Regions from separate parts of the Mus musculus genome. Here region 1 is linked to region 2. Evidence: chromatin contacts called from public HiChIP or PLAC-seq data. All regions are on one chromosome and are shown on one strand. The core of a region is the stretch at or near the end of the contact, and the rest is flanking DNA. Distances in the headings are between cores, read along the strand shown.

What was found. HiChIP or PLAC-seq counts read pairs in DNA pulled down with a chosen protein or histone mark.
Region 1: a contact with region 2 is called in a BATF HiChIP or PLAC-seq map of CD8 T cells, with 6 read pairs. The contact joins two enhancer-like sites. A contact is called at or near these places in 2 of 15 datasets of contacts at CTCF or cohesin (large pre-B cells and pro-B cells), 12 of 484 Hi-C or Micro-C datasets (the C10 cell line, DN3 thymocytes, the G1E-ER4 cell line and 8 more), 5 of 115 datasets of contacts at active chromatin or transcription factors (CD8 T cells, the HPC-7 cell line, T-cell acute lymphoblastic leukemia and 2 more) and 1 of 9 other capture datasets (adipose tissue).

Annotation. Positions count from the first base shown.
Region 1 is chr10:21,111,296-21,114,209 of GRCm38.p6, reverse strand. No RefSeq gene overlaps it. Among named protein-coding and RNA genes, the nearest start is that of Myb, 48 kb to the left of the region's middle. Within about 2 kb of position 1,334, at least 15 of the 459 cell types and tissues checked have an H3K27ac peak or open chromatin away from gene starts, as enhancers often do. A contact at or near this core is called in pro-B cells, where this site is marked.
Region 2 is chr10:20,991,484-20,994,489 of GRCm38.p6, reverse strand. All of the region lies in intron 15 of Ahi1 (Abelson helper integration site 1), which reads right to left. Among named protein-coding and RNA genes, the nearest start is that of Ahi1, 40 kb to the right of the region's middle. Within about 2 kb of position 1,664, at least 24 of the 459 cell types and tissues checked have an H3K27ac peak or open chromatin away from gene starts, as enhancers often do. A contact at or near this core is called in pro-B cells, where this site is marked.

The sequences.
Region 1 (2,914 bases), core at 85-2,584, 120 kb before region 2:
TCCAAAGTTGATCAGCTCTGTTGCTTTGGGCCTAGAGCAAGCAGAAAATTACTGAGCAGGAGTGTGTGGAAGGGGCTGTTCGTCTTGTAGCAGTCAGGAACCACAGTGCAAGAACAGCCTGGAACAACTAGATGAAGTAGTCGGGACAAGGCATGGCTTCCCATGATTCTTTACTACTTCCTTTAACCACACCCTCTCTACCCTCCACCTTCCACCCCACACCTGCTACCTTCTAACGTTCATGTCATCTCCCAATAGTTCAAATTATGAATCCATCAGTAAATTGTTCCATTGATGAGATCAGGAGCCAATCAGTCCCCAAAGCTGATCAATTGGTAACCAAGCCTTGAACTGAAGAGTCGTGAGGTGGGGGACTTTATATCTTAACCACAATGCTGTCTGTAGGTCAGTGTTCTGTTCTGTTTTCCCATGAAATGGCCAAAAGCATTTGCGATCTTTGGTCCTAACTCCATTAGGGTTTTCTAGAATGCAATAACAGGAATCTAACTATCTTGACCACATTTTCGGAAGAGTAGGAGAGGAGATAGCCTCAAAGACACCTGGAGGCAGAGCCTGCAGCACCATCAGGGTTGTCTGTGCTTCAGTCTGTAAGTCCAGCCATCTCTGGCTTCTAAACCATCAGCAGCTGCAGACCTCTGTCCTGGTAAGGTTCTGTCTCATAGCTCTAGGCACTCAGCTCAGGAAGCCAGGCTCAGGAAGCCAGGCTCAGCCACTGTTGGTTTGGGTCACATTCCCTTGAAGCAAAGCCTGTGATGAGGCTATATGTGCAAATGTGTAGTATAAAGAAAGGCTGTCAGGAAGAAGGAAATGGAAGGGATGCAGGGGGGATAAGGAAGGGAGATGCTAAGTAACATAGGACTTTTTTTTTTTTTTTAAATCCCATACTTGGTTGGATTCTGCAAGAGAGTTCTAAAGTGTTAATAGTGTGCTGAGTTTCTCCAAACAAAGGCAACTTTGTTGGGCTTCTGAACTCCCAGACCAACCACTGGCTAATGACCAAACTGAGAAGTGTAAGTAGCTGGTACTTTTGACTCTCTGGCTTCAGGTGACACATAAAGGAAAATGACTCAAGTAGTCTAAGACAGGCTCATGGAAGTCATGGGTGTAAGCTCTCAGATGCTCAGTGCTTCAAGGCTGATGAAGGCACAGTATTCAGACCCAGTACCCCCAGAGGATTAAAAGACCAAGAATGTCACTAACATAATTTTCAGGATCAAACTCTATGATCAGTATCCACAAAACTTGGGTTGCTACACACCCCTTGCCGAGTGCTCTTGACTAGTCAACTGTGACCAAAGTGGTGAGCTTGCTTATGCAAATGATGACAGTTACTACCAACTAGGTCAGTGATAGAAGGGAAGAGAAGTTCCCCACAAATGGATATGGTGGCTAGCTGACCTACAAAAATGCATTTTAACTGTTTCCCAAAGAAGCATTTTCAAAGCAAACCAACGAACAGCATTGATGGCTGGGAGGCAGGATTAGAAAGAACCAAGTTCTTTATGTTACCTGTTCTTTTAAATGTTCACTCATGGAGATGCTGTCTATAAAAGCATTCATAGTGGGAATAAATTCTAAAGAATTTCAGAAAGTGTGGATAGAATATATTTGAACACTGAGCAATGTTTGTGCACAAGAAACTTGTTTGACACACTATTCTGTTTATCTGGAATTGGATTTCAGAAAACAGAATATACTTTAATATTTTTGTTGAAAATTCTTGATTCCTTGAGAGTGGCATGTGTCTTTCTGATTTAAAAAAAAAGTTAAGTGAAAAATATGGCAATAGCAAGTATTATTATCACTGCACAGTTGGTTCCAAAAGGGAGCATGCTTCCAAAAAAATTATTTTACAGGACCTTTCTTCAACTCACTCAAAGCTATGCACTGAAGAAATAGCAGGACAAGCATCATCAAGAACTGGTGTGGAGACCTACACAGCCTTCCGAACACAAGTCACTGGAGAGATGCTTTGGTGAATTGATGCAAACTGCACAGAATCATAAAAGCTTGCTGCCGCCGGGCGGTGGTGGCGCATGCCTTTAATCCTAGCACTTGGGAGACAGAGGCAGTGGATTTCTGAGTTCGAGGCCAGCCTGGTCTACAGAGTGAGTTCCAGGACAGCCAGGGCTACACAGAGAAACCCTGTCTCGAAAAACCAAAAAAAAAAAAAAAAAAAAAAGCTTGCTGCCCATTGACAGAATGTACAGCTAGACCCATAGTGCTGCTGCCACTACCAGGAGGAAGCAAAGTCCAGCGGTGCTCCCAAGATCACTGCAGAGTCCAGCGGTGCTCCCAAGACCACTGCAGAGTCCAGCGGTGCTCCCAAGACCACCACAGTCTGTTTCCTCAAGCTGCTCTTTGCTTCTGTGTTTCCTAACATTTTTCCTCCATTAAAGAGTAAACTTGGACCTGTATCTTGATATTTCCCTTAGACATGGAGTGAGTCTTTCCCTTGCCTATAGTTTGTGACAGCTTTTGAGTTCAGGCTTCAGGCTGTTCAGCATGACTCAGGATATTTGCTACTAATCATTTGCTACCTGTCCCAGGAAGCTCAAGAAAGGGTCTTTCAAATGAAAGCAAGGTCATCAAACCCCAAGAGGATGCTTTCAACTTGGATGATATGCTTTCAAGTTATACTTAGAAGAAAGAAGAGGCAAAGACATCAAAGAATATTCTAGAAAATAAAGAGCTAAAAAGAAAGCTAGCACTGCCCTATACCTTAGCATATTCCAAAGCTACCACACACTATAAATGCGTACAAACATGGGTTGGGACAGGTGATGGTCAGGGCTAATTGTCAGCTTAACAGACCCTAGAATCACCTGGGACACAGGCCTGTGGGCATGCCTGTGGCGGCAGGAAGATCCACCTTCTGTGAGTGGCATTTCCT
Region 2 (3,006 bases), core at 415-2,914:
TTCATCTAGACTCGCAGTGCTGGAGCGATGGAATAAGGCCTTCCCCTAAGAGCCTCCTCTAATCTCCCTCAAGAAGGCCTTTTAGCGTTTCCAGCTGCCAGGCTGGACCAAAGACCGTCACATGCGTGGGAACTACCCAGTGCCTTCTACCCCTGCCCCTTCTCCCTTTGGCCTCAGGGCAGAATGAGCTGCCCGCAGTGCCCCCACCCATTCTCAGCTCTTCTGTAGTATCCAGCGATGTCCTGCGATGCCCCGGAGCTAGAACCTGTCGACCCTGGCTTCCTTGAGGCCCAGGGACCCCGGACTGCTCCCTCTCCATCCCCGCAGACTGGGGTTCCGTGGCTTCCCACAGCCAAACGCCCACCCGGGCAGCATGGAGAGTGCACGGCAGTTCCCCCGGTTCCCCGCATCTGTCCGCCTAGAGCCCCGGAGCTCTGGTGGGACGTGGGTCATTTCTCCCATCCCCTTTATTTCCCCACGACTGGCGCCCGACAATGGTGTAATTTTCTGAAAGGATGAAAATTATAATATCTGAATTGGACTTTTAATCACATATGGAAGACATTAAATGATACATACGCTGTGGGTATTAAATTTATATCACCTAGGTATTATCCTGTGAAGACATTAGTCAGGCAGCCTGAAGTCAAATGGTAGTTTTACCCACAACTCTGTGACCTTAGGAGAGTTACTTCATTCTGTGGTGCCTTGGTTTCATCATCCATTAATAGTGACAATAATGAGATTTTTTCTCAAGTATTTGGGAAGTATTCTATAAGAAAGTACTTGATCTTAGCTATGACTGCCACTGTTCTCAATAATCCCAAATTCACTAGTGGTGCCATCTTATATTTTCATAAAATTCAAGAAATAACTCTTGGGCTGGTGAGATGACTCAGCAGGTAAGAGTACTGACTGCTCTTCTGAAGGGCCTGAGTTCAAATTCGAGCAACCACATGGTGGCTCACAACCACTTGTAATGAGATCTAACGCCCTCTTCTGGGGTGTCTGAAGACAGCTATAGTGTACTTATGGATAATAATAAATCTTTTAAAAAAGAAAAAAGAAATAACTCTATTCTGTAAGAAGTTTAATTCTTAATGCAAACACACACTGCCAAAGTCTATGCTAAACACAGTGCCTTATAAACACTATAGGCAATTAGCAACTTGAGAGATGGGGTCTCTAGCCTTGGAAGCTCTGTGTACCCAAGGATGACCTAGAAGTCATGACCCTCCTGTCTCTACCTTCCAAATACTGGGATTCCATGCATGTGCCTCCATGCTTGCCTGTAACAGAATTTTATGAACTTAAATGTGTCTATGTCCCTGAACTATGGGAGAGCATGCCACACTGTGAAAAATAAAGCTACCAGCATGACAAAGCAGATCACCGGTCTATTTCTGACTAGATCGTTTCCAGATCACTGAATTCCAGTTCTAAAGTCCTTGTAGAAGTCATTGTAGAAATGGCTTTTAGTTTGACTAAAGGTTGTCGGGTGTGTAATCACCTCTGTAAACAGGAGAAAGGACCAGCAATGAGCAGGTAAACTGAGTCCAACCCTTGGGTTTACAGCTCAAGTGAGCCTGGTGCATAACAGGTGCTGGGAAAGGTCTGCACTGCCACAGAAAGGGACACTGCCACCTAGTGAGAACTCAGGCTCATTACCTGGGGTTAGCAATTTTAAGAGGTTGCCAAACAGACTTGACTCTACTTAACATACACAGTCATGTATGTCAGCATTCAGGCTAGGTGCTGATAATAAACAAATAAACAAGCCTACATCTTTGCTTCCTACAAGGTATAAAAATTCCACAAAAATTACATATTCCAGAGAAACTGATACTATAGAGAAAAGTTTTACCATTTGAAACCTAATATAGCAGGTCGTTTGCTAATAAATTTAGAAGGCAAATAAGAGTATAAATTTTGGCTGAGCGATAGTGGTGTATGCCTTTGATCTTAGACAGAGGCAGGTGGATCTTTGAGTTCCAGGGTAGACTGACCTATGGAGTGAGTTCCAAGATAGCCAGGGCTACAAAGAGAAGCCCTGCCTCAAATAAACAAAACAAAACAAAACACAAACAAACAAAACATAAACCAGTTCTCAGTGATTCAACTCCTAGATCCTGTAAAACTGTAAAAACACTTATGTCATAAAACCATAGTGAAAAATTTTAAACAGATATATTCATAGTGTTAATACATAGTGCTGTTAGGTACTAATAATTCTTAAATGTGCAAAAACATCCTAGAGACATAAGTAGACAAACACTGTTTAATAACAGAATATTTATTGCTAACGCCTGGCTTCATGGAGTTAATTCAGCAGAAACCGTTTCTCTGAGATGTACTTTGTTGTGGGAACCCTCGATGCACATTATTTGTGGTACGCGGTGACTAAACTTTGTATTACTAGATGATTAACCCTTTCAAAATCAGACAAATAAAACTGCCTTCTGAAAGTAAAAATTACACTTCTTACAAAAAAAAAGCAAAACTTCAGTAGAACGAGGGACTCAAAGACCACAAGCTGAACATGCGCTCAGCAGGAGAGACCCTTGCTGACTCTCACAGATTCTGCTGGGACGGAAAGACGGCTGATACATTTAGCTACCACTGTGGTCTCGCTTGGAGCTGATTTAACTTACAAAAAAAAAAAAAAAAAGAACTTGCTTCTTTTTCCTTGAATATTTCAGAAGCTATTTTAAAAGTAACTTAGCTGTTCTGTTTCTTTTGAACTTTTTATCATTAAAACTCAGTAAAACCACATGTGAACTTCATTCTGAGAAAACACAGTTTGAGCAAAATATCCATGTGTTAAAAAAATATAGGGCAAAACTGTAATAGGTTAATTAAACATTAAAAATTTTAGTAAAAAACTAATGATTATTTGAACTACTGATTGTAGCCTATATTCAATGAGTAAAACACTCAGAGACTAAAATAACTCTCATTTGTTTTGTACCTATACCACTAAAAAGAGTTGTGCCAGATTTTAGATGT